Regions from separate parts of the Anas platyrhynchos genome. Here region 1 is linked to region 2. Evidence: chromatin contacts called from public Hi-C data. All regions are on one chromosome and are shown on one strand. Each heading gives the region's core, a stretch centred on a gene start, on an enhancer-like site or on the middle of the called end of the contact. The rest is flanking DNA. Distances are from core to core; before and after follow the strand shown. Region 1 overlaps TTLL5 (tubulin tyrosine ligase like 5). Region 2 holds the start of IFT43 (intraflagellar transport 43).

What was found. A called contact is a pair of places that touch in the nucleus more often than the background predicts.
Region 1: a contact with region 2 is called in a Hi-C map of subcutaneous adipose tissue, with 2.8 times the contacts expected there. The contact joins the enhancer-like site here to the promoter of IFT43 in region 2. A contact is called at or near these places in 7 of 8 Hi-C or Micro-C datasets (F1 follicle, F5 follicle, liver and 3 more).

The regions. Positions count from the first base shown.
Region 1 is chr5:23,970,413-23,975,649 of IASCAAS_PekinDuck_T2T, forward strand. It overlaps TTLL5 (tubulin tyrosine ligase like 5), which reads right to left. Exons shown (of 33, transcript XM_038180219.2): 10 at 5,081-5,172; 11 at 2,897-3,004. Among named protein-coding and RNA genes, the nearest start is that of TTLL5, 24 kb to the right of the region's middle. Within about 2 kb of position 2,404, at least 4 of the 8 cell types and tissues checked have an H3K27ac peak or open chromatin away from gene starts, as enhancers often do. A contact at or near this core is called in subcutaneous adipose tissue, where this site is marked.
Region 2 is chr5:23,841,814-23,846,555 of IASCAAS_PekinDuck_T2T, forward strand. IFT43 (intraflagellar transport 43) reads right to left here and starts at 2,368. Exons shown (of 10, transcript XM_072038439.1): 1 at 2,222-2,368. TGFB3 (transforming growth factor beta 3) reads left to right here and starts at 3,922. Exons shown (of 7, transcript XM_038180222.2): 1 at 3,922-4,742. The coding sequence starts at 4,107.

The DNA of each region.
Region 1 (5,237 bases), core at 1,154-3,653, 130 kb after region 2:
TGTTTCAGTGAGTGCACAAAGTGGTACTACACCAAATGCTGGCATAAACAAATGCTGCACCCAGTTGCCTTCATTCCATCTACCACTGAACAATCCTATGGAGAGAGTTTTCAGACTGTCTGAAAGGAGTCCTCAATGCCTTTTCTAGCCCACCCAGAAGTGCTTACTCCAGGAGAGAACAATGCAGTCTTTAGTCATCTTGATTACATGTATGCCCCCTGCACCTCCTGTTCACACCAAGATGCAAAAATCCAGTGTGCAAAAAAATTCAGTCAGTGCAAAATCCAGTTTCTCTTAAAGAAGGCTCCAGCAGCAGCAAATAACTCAACTGGTGACCAGTTTTAGGATGATGCACTGATTCAGAGTACTGCAGCAAGCCCTTTTCAGGAACAACTGGTAAAGCATACTTACTTGCAGCCTTATTTTAAAGGAGGAATTATTGGCTAATCAAAGGGGGAAAAAAAATAAAGACCTGAGTTCATGTTGCTATTATCAATGTACGAACAAGCTTGCAACAAAAGCACATGGTACTTACACTACTTTGTGATGCACTTTCAAAGAACAAAACTTGTGAGCATCACAAGTCCTTTGAGAATCAATTTTTACTAAAATGCAGTAAACAGCTAACATTGCATAACCAAAAGGGGACTCACTACAATCTTTCCACAAATTTTGAGCAGTACCACACTTTAACATTAGAAAAGAATCATTCTGACCTACCACTCTCACTTTCTAGGCAAGCATGGGCAGCTGGAACCATACAGACAGTCTCACCAGTCTTGTTTTAGAACATGAAGAAGCCATGGCATGAGTCTCTTCCCTCAAATCTAAAAGAAATGTATACTACGTAAAAAAAGTTTACTTGGGAAAAGAATGAAGCACAATGACAGATCTAAACTGTTACAGAAATAAAGTTGACAGTGTAATCTAAACACATTATTTCTGATTTAATTTTTAGGAAGAAGGTGGTAATTGTGCTATAGTCCTATCTCCCACAACAGCATTATAAAGACTACAGCAGAATACACATTAAGTTACTCATGTTTTTCTATAATCTTTTCAAATAAAAGCTACTTCTGTATCTGAACCTCAGAAACATGTTTCAGAAGTCTGAGATATTCTGTAAGTGATCAATCTCTCTCAGGACACACATGCAGCTTCATTGTTCACAGCCTAGAATGAAGAAAAAGGCTCCTGGGAGCCTCTGCATGCTGCCTTGAAATCTTCATTCCCAGTTTTCTTCCTCATGTTAACAGCTGAACTCAGCCATTCTGACTAGAAAAATTGCCTTTTTAATTTTTTTACAACAGGGTTAAAAGTGGCATCAGAACAAGACAAGGAGATGAAGAACAAGCCAAACAGCATGACAAGGGCAGCTCAAATCCTTGGGATAAGGACCACCACTTCTTCGTGGGGGAAGGTGGCAAAAAGTACAGAGCTCTGGGAATGCCTCAGGCTCCCTAGGGAAGCAGTATGGCTCCTGCTTAAGCTCTCTTTCCTGGGAAGCTCTTAATTTATGTTTACACTGAAACAAATGGAACAAAACAGTTTATTTGTGGGGGAGCATTTGAGAGGGTGGTTAGTGCAGCCCTGGGGAGGCAGCAGGAAGTGGGATAACCTCAGAGCCAGGCCCAGCAGAAAGTACATGAGGAACATTAGTTTCCACATACACAGCTCAGTGGAATCTAGAGACACGACAGAGAGGAAAATGGGAGAATGAAAAAAGAGGCAGTTAAGAAGGATTTTTGTTGTTTTTGTTTTTAATCCAGTTGTTGATATTTCTGGAGTAGCTGCTAAACTATTACTTCACTAAAGAGCTCATCTAACTCAAGCCCCCATGTATGCTACAGTTTTCCAACTTTGAACAAAGGCAGAGTCATTGAGGAGAAGCTAAGGACTGAGAGGTAGCTGATTTGGCAGGTAGCTGATCAGCCGTGGCCTCTCCTTGGTACTTGACCATGACTCATCAGCGCAGGGAATCCAAAGAGGACAGCAGTTACGTTAGTGTAGCAGGCTGTACGGCTATAAACACCCAAATGCAACGCAAAGACCACACAAATTGATTTACCTGCCACAGCTAGTTTAAACAGAAGTCCCAACACCCAAACACAGAATAGCCTAAGCTAAGCTTGGTCTTTGGTTTAAGCACTGACCAAAACACATTCTAGACTCTTTTCCCCTGCCCCAAGACTCCTCCCTTGTGCGTGCTTCCACGTGAGCGGAGGGCAGCTAAGAGCAGGAGGAGGCCTCTTTAGGGAAGGTTGGGAAGCAGCCACTGGAAAGCAGGAGAAGGCACACTCTGGTACCAGCCGCTGCTTTCTGGACCCCTTCCCAGCATCTGCTGCCAGCAAGTTCTCAAATCCCTTTGCCAGCACATAGCTCTGCATCCAGCTTCTGCCAGAAATAAGCTTTGACGCCGCCATGCGGTCCTCTTGCACAAGTACAAGCCCAAGAGGCATTACCACCACTGTCATTCCAGGAACTGCATTACACATTTCTTCCTTAACCCTCAGACCCACGTAGGGCTCTAACTCAGAACTGCATTGAGCCATCTTGCCCACAGTATGAAATGCTCTGAGGGGATATTTCATTATCCACAGCCATCCTTTGCAAGGACACTAGTGGGTCAGTTACTTCAACTTTCCAGCACTTCTCCAATTCCCTTTCAAGTCTCTTTTCACCATCCCCTTTTCTAGCATGAAACTCTAATGAATGGTGCAGGCACAGGGGCAATTGTGATTCGACATCCTCCAACCTCAGAAGCCTATACTGAGAAAAAAACACAGAATCAGGCTTCCTTGCAATATGAAATGCAAGTCTCCATGTAGCACTGGAAAGATGGAAGTTTCAAACAGAACTCAAGAGCCAGTCAACAAACATGTCCCTAGTTCCTTACCAAAACAGCTGCCACGATGTGAAAGAAAAGTCTTACAAGCTGTAGCAATCGCCAGTTCAGCAGAAACTACAGTCTTGATAATCAGGTCTTCCACATTGGCCATCAGTGCTGCAAGGAGGGGAGGGAAGGGGGAAAAAAAAGTAGATTGTGAAGCAGCACATGATATCTAGAAAAGCATGAGTATATGTATATGGACAGATACCTTTGTGAATCAAAGCACATGAGAGCCTATGGATGATAAAGCAATGTTTGTTTGGAAATCCATGCAAGCAGGAACATGTACGTGCATAAATATCCTACTGCAAAAGTGCTCACAAATGAGTATGATAAGAAAATAAGTACAGTGCAAGTAAGCAGAAACATGTGGCAAGCACATCAGCACAAGTCAGCTGGAGTCTGATCACCACCCACTCAGAGTATTAGGAAGGATTAAACAAGAGCGTGCTAGTGAGGTGAGCCCTTAAACTACAGGGTATAAGCCACAACCACTGAAGTACAAAATTTTTTCTTGTGGACTTCCATGATATAACTGTTCTGTGATGTTGCACCTTCCTCTAAAGCAGCTGTTCCCAAACCATGATTTACAAATTATTTCAAAATGATATAATCGGCGATATTTTCCTGTCCTGCTGACCTACAGATAATCTCCAGTTTCAGTAAGGAAGCTCTCTCTGGCTCCTGTATAAACCCCTAAACAGAGCTCAGGAACAAGAAGCTGAGACATGCAGCAAAGGGCAAGAAAAGATGCACGTTAGATAGAGACCTGGATCCCACACTGGGTTTGGGATGAGTCATGCAATAGAAAGAACAACACACTTAGTTTCTGTTTTCAAGGACAAGCAATAGAAAAGTGAGAGGAAGAGGGAGTGAGTAAACACTGGAGCCATAGTCTGAAAAATTAGTAAGGATGATAGCGCAGCCTCTCCCACCCCTCAAAGGCAACACAAGCAAACACACCAAAACCTCAGCAAACCCACGCAAACCTTTGGTAATCCCTGTCCCAGAGAACATCTAGTACAAACCACTTAACTAGAGAGTTCGATTTAGGCATACAATTACTATTTTTCATGTTCAGCTGATGACATGCAGGGGCCTGAATAATTACAAAGGATCATGCAAGCAAATTCAGATGCGAACTTCTGTGCCAGAGGAAGACTAAGTGGAAGCAACATAATATGGGGATGTCTAAGTGCACATAAGCATCCCAGAGCACAAAAAAACTCGCCAGTCCAGACATGGCCAGCACTTTCCAGCTAGCATTCTGCCTCCATATGACCGGAACCAGATGCATCAGAGAAAGGTGCAAGAAGCCTTGTGACAGACAGTTACAGAGCAACCTCCTTGCATTGCTCAGCAGTTTACCTATGAGCACACGTCTTGTACTTGAGGGGTGAGGGAGCAGGAGTTATCAATATTAATAGCTATATCTACAGAGCTGACTGAAAATGTATGGTACAAGTAATCGGCCAGCCATGCATACACATGATGGGGAAAACGTCTACTTCCACCTGAAAGCCAAATTCAAACCCCTTCCTCCATCATTTACGTGTTCCCTGGCAACATTTGCAGGATGGGCTCAGCTGCTATCAGTAGTGTAACTGAAAGCTCAGTATCACAGGTAATGTATCCCTTAAAGGATATACCTGGATTCTGCTCCGCATATGCATTTACTCCCAGCAGACCTGGCAAAGGTGGGGAAGAGGGAGCAACTTTGTATGAAACACAGACTGAAATGAAAACACTCAGCAAAAACCTGAGCCATGGAAAGATGACACCACATCCAAGAGTCATTCAAACTGGCACAGTTCTCCAGAGGTTGGTCACTCATCAGACTGAGCAGGCCATGGGAGCAGTAGAGGGAGGGAAGCTTTTAGAAGGAATGGGATGACCTTAAGAAACGGGAAATGTAGGTAAAAATATTAAGAAAAACACCCTGAGAAAATTTCAGAATATTATTTGCAAAAGGGAAGGGGATAGGCCTTATCTCTGGGGATAGGACTCATCTCTGAGGATAGAGAATAAGTGCACAGCTCTAGAGAGTATGCTGTAAAGAACAATGCTTCCCTCCACCCTGCTCTGATGCTAAATGGGACTCCCTGTGACTCTTCCCTGACTTCTTAGGATTCACACTAGTGGGATGATTAAAATCCAATAAAGGAATAAAACAACAGGATCTCTACTGACCTGCAGTGTCTCTCCCCTCCTGTTTTAAGTACCTCAGCATTGCACTCATGCTCCACTTGTTTCCATAATCCTCTACTTCAGGATCATCACAGCTAAAAGAAGCAAAAGAAGCAAGTTTACACCAAGTCTTATCTTTCACAAGTCTTATCCCTGAGGG
Region 2 (4,742 bases), core at 1,118-3,617:
CCCCGCTCACCCCCGGCCGGCGCGGCGCCGCCGCCCGCTGCCGCTCGGCCTCCATCCGCCGCCGCCGCCGCCGGGGTTTCCGGCCCGGGCCGCCCCGCCCCGCCGGCCTCCCACCGGCCTCCAACCGGCACCGCAGCCCCGCAGCCGGCTGTGCGAAATCATCACCTTCCAGATATTCGGCTCTTCTTTGATTATACGGGTTCGGGTGCCCGTCCGTGGAGCGGGCGCTGCTCCCCCAGCCCTGTGTTTTACCACACGGGAATGTGGCCCCGCATCCCCAGGCCAGACTGCAGCCCCGGGTCGCACCAGCAACTGTGGGATGTGTGAGTGAAGGTGTGCCATCACAACTGGCTTCTTGCTCAGCAAATGGCACCTGAGCAGCGTGATTGTACCCACAGCAACGTCTGCTAAAGCAGCAGGCCCTGGGCAGTTGGGACCCCAAACTGGTGGCTGGTGGGGTGCTGCTACCAGAGGAAGGGCAGGAGCAGAGGAGGCTGCCGCCTCGAGCTGACAGATCACAAAACAGCAGGACCCATGGGTTGGCTCATCCCGAATTGTCCCTTCCCAGCCCTCTCCTCGAGATCTCTCCCTGGTCCCCACCCCAGGCATGACCCCACCAGCACACCCCAGCCCCTCCCAGAGACGCGGGGTGCTGCCCACTGCAGGGACACCAGCCTCAGGCTGACTGAAGGAGGGTGATGGAAACAGGCCACACGCGGGAAAGAAAACAGCTGAGCAGTAGCAGAACTGAGCCTTGCCCCAGAACTTTGACTTGTGACTTCAGAAATCCTCCCTGGGAGAGAAGAGCAGATATGTAGAAAGAATGAAGCCTAAAATCCCTCCTGCCCTGCTCCTCTCCGTGTCCCCACACAGACACATCCACTCCTCAGAATGGGCTTTGTCACCCGCGCTGATATGTTTTTGCCTGCTTGGGGGAGGCAACAGAGGAGAAAGAGTTTTCATCCCTCGTTCTGTGCTGTGGTTAAAATGGGTCTTACTTGCTTTAAATGTTGGTGTCACTCATTCTGAGCAGCATAATTCCCCCCTGTGTTTGATCCTGGACCTAGACCAGCCCCTACTCAACCAAGAAGGAGAAAGAATGAACAGGACAAACCTCTGTTCCTTCCGTGGCTGTCTAAAACCACCTTCTGCACTTGCTTTTTGTTCAGCTTAGGTCTGTGGTGGCTGGGTTTCTCTTTTCCAGTGTATTCTCAACTCTCACCCTGCCTTACTTGTTCGGTTTTGTCCCCGCTATAAATCAAAGTGCAGCCACCCCCTCTGCTCTGAACAGCAAGAACTACGTAAGCATTCCTTTCACATACAAGTTCTCACACCTAAGCATGGACTCCATCCATCTGGTTTCAACCCAAATGCAATCACACAGAATAGGACTAAGAGTCCCCCGCTAGCACCTTTTGCTGTTGATTACTTCTTGCCTGGACCTATGAATAGAGCTTGTGTCTAGTCCTCCTTCTGCCTAAGAGAAAGCCTGGAGAGCCTGGGAAAGCAATCACGCCTGAGCATTGCCACATGCTTCTGGTCCTAGACCACTTTTAAAGCAAGTGCACACACGTGCAGTTAAAGCTAGAGCCATGGTGGAAAGCCCACATGGTAGCACTACAGTGGGAGCGAACAATGACAACCTTATTCAGAGCAGCTAAAGGTTTTGTCAAGCAGCTCGCAGTCAGCTGCAGAATTTATAGGATGCAGGGCACCTCTAGGAGCAAGCAGTGACACAGAGCGCTGCGCCTTTCTTCCTCACCCTTCGCACAAGGCAGCTGGCCAGACTCCTGGTTTTGGCACAGGACAGTTCACCCTAAATGTTAAGCTCCCACTGGGAAGCAAAGAGCCAAGCAAATGGTAGCTTGCTCCACCCTAGCACCACCCTAGCAGCTCCAAGCACCTCACTTTGATTTTTTTTTTTTTTTTTGCATTTTTTTCTCTAAGCACTTGAAAATACGTACTCCATCTCTCAGGGTTTTTGGTGGAGGGGAAAAACTATGAATATTCTGTTACTCACACAGATTCTGGGCCAGTATATCCTACCGTTGTGAAGTTTCAAAAACGAGATTCCTCCCTCTGAAAGGAGAGAAAAGGCCCACACTTTGGCCTGTCTTGATCTCCACAAGAACAGCCGCTGTTCGAGTTACATCAGCCCCAGCTCAGACTGACAAACCCCCAGCAGGGTTGCCAAGTGTGAAATATTTCCTCTGATACTCACGTGCTCGGTAGCCCTGTCAGGCTCTCCCTCAGCCCAGCTGGATCCCAGCACGTCCAAGATGTGCAAACTGTTGGCGATTGCTCTTTGCAGCCACCAGCAGTGGTTCCAGCGTGTGTCAGACCATGGAGCTTCTTTTCCACCTCCTCACAACCTACAAAGACCAACACAGTGAGCGGGAAGTGAGCAGCCTGATACTGGAACCGGCACTGCTCCCACATCCTTCTTCTGTGCTACTGTTCCCAAGCAGTAAGACCCCACTGTTAATCCACAAGGGCAAAGTCAGCTCGCAGCCATTAGCAGCATAATCTCGCATTTTCTGCTATTGAACGTCATCCCATTTTTTCCATCTCAGCCATCAGAATTACCACCCCCTCCTGTAGGATATCCCAGTCCTCCCCTGTATTGACAAAGCCTCCCGACTTTGGACAAACAGCCAATTTCATTAGCACATTCATTTCAGCGTGCCAAGATCATTAATGAAAACTGGGCCCAGGACCAGCCATTGGGGAGCTCCTTTCATAATCTCTTATAATTCCTGCACTTATCTCCATCTTAACTAATAACTCACCATGTGGCACTGGAGCAAATGGATTGCTGCAGTGCAAAGCAATCAGTTCTACCGCATTTAGCAACGTAACGCGTTGGATAGAGGAGTTCCCAGAGTGGAGAAGCATCCAGAATTCATCTCAGAAGCATCTCATGAGCACTAGAAACATCCATCCCCATCCCCATCCCACGGACAGTTAACGGCAGTGCTCAGAATTTGCAGTCTTGGTTTCCCTGCAGTCACTTTGGAGCCACCAGACCTTGTTCCACCTTCGTCTGCTCGGTCTTCTGCGGAACTGTTTTCACAAATTGACCTCCCCCAAAGCACAGACAAGCCATGTCCAGCTCGCCCTTCAGTCTCCTCTCTGAAGGGTCACACAGCCTGCGTGTGAACGCTGCTCAAACCCAGCGTTCCCAGCCACCCCGTGGATTTCCACCGCACCTCTTCCACACTCGGTGTCTCCACCCGGAGCTGTGCTCCCCCCACAGCAGGACCCCAGGCATGCCCTGGTGTTTCCAGCCCCGCACCTTCACAACTCACCCCCCAGCTTCTTTGGGAAGGCAGCCAGTGGGCACGAAGCCCCTGACCCACCCCAAATCCCCAGACCTCTCATCCCCAGGAGGTCCCCAAGCGAAGGTGAGGCCAAGGGACACATCCCACCTCCCGGAGAGGCCCCGTGGAGCAGGGGCAGAGGACGGACGAGTTCTCTGGGCAGCCCCAGGGTGGGCAGGGGGCCAACATTTTGTCTCCTGGCTCCTTTCGGAGGGCGGCGGGGCAGGTGCTGGGGGCTGCCACCCCAGGGCAAGACGCCGCACCGGGGAGCTCGGGGGGGCGCTTTCGGCCGCTTTTCCCTCGGTTAACGGGAGCGGCGCCCCCGGGGACCACCGCGAAGGGCTCGGCCCGGCCGCTCCCCGCCCGGCTCCAGCGGGGGGCGCCCGAACTCCGCCGCCGCGGCTTCTGCGGCGGCCACGTCGGAGGGCGCCCGGTGCCGCCCCGCCGCCGGGGGGCCCGGCCGCGGGGCTCGGGGTGGGGGGGGTGCCCGGTGCCGCCGGCCGTGCGGGGGGCCCCGGCGGGCGGTGGTCGGGGTGGGGGGCGGCGGAGGGCGGCCGGGCGGGGAGCGCCGTAGCCGCGGTGCTGCGGGCGAAGGCCGGGCTTGGAGCTCCCCCCCCGGTGCCCCGTCCCGGGGACGTCATGGGAGGGAGGTATAAAACGGCGGCGGCGAGGCCGGCGGAGGGGCAGTGCGCGGCGGAGGGCAGGCCGGGGGACAGCGGGGGCAGCCCGGCCGCTGCTGGTGCCGCCGGTGCCGCCGGGGCGATGCCGGTGGCGGCGGGGGCATGAATGGTGCAGCGAGAGGGGCGGGCGCCGCTCTCCCCCCGCGGCGGCGGCGGCGGCGGCGGGGCGGCTCGGGCCGCTGCTGCTGCTGCTGCTGCTGCTGCTGCTGCTGACACGTGCGGCGGCGCGGCGCGGCGGGGCGCTCCCGGCTCCGCGGGGCGCGGGGCGGCGCATGGGGAAGGAGCCCGGCGCGGCGAGGCACGGCGCCCGCCGCCGCTTCTCCTCGCGGAGCGCTGCCAGCTCTTCCTGGAAGTCGTGAGCGGCGCTCGGCGCGGTGAGTTCATGCACCTCCTCGCCAAGCCTCAGCCCGCGGGATCTGGGGAGGCTGCCGCCGGAGCACCGCCCGGTCCCCCGCGCCCGCTCGCCGCCGCCGCCGCCGCCCGGGGGGCTCTCCCGGGGGCCGCCGCCGCCCCCTCGCCCATGAAGATGTACGTGCAAAGGGCTCTGGTGCTGCTCTCGCTGCTGAGCTTCGCCACCGTGAGCCTCGCGCTGTCCTCCTGCACCACCTTGGACCTCGACCACATCAAGAAGAAGCGGGTGGAAGCCATTCGGGGGCAGATCCTGAGCAAGCTGCGGCTCACCAGCCCCCCGGAGACCGTGGGGCCGGCTCATGTGCCCTACCAGATCCTGGCCCTCTACAAC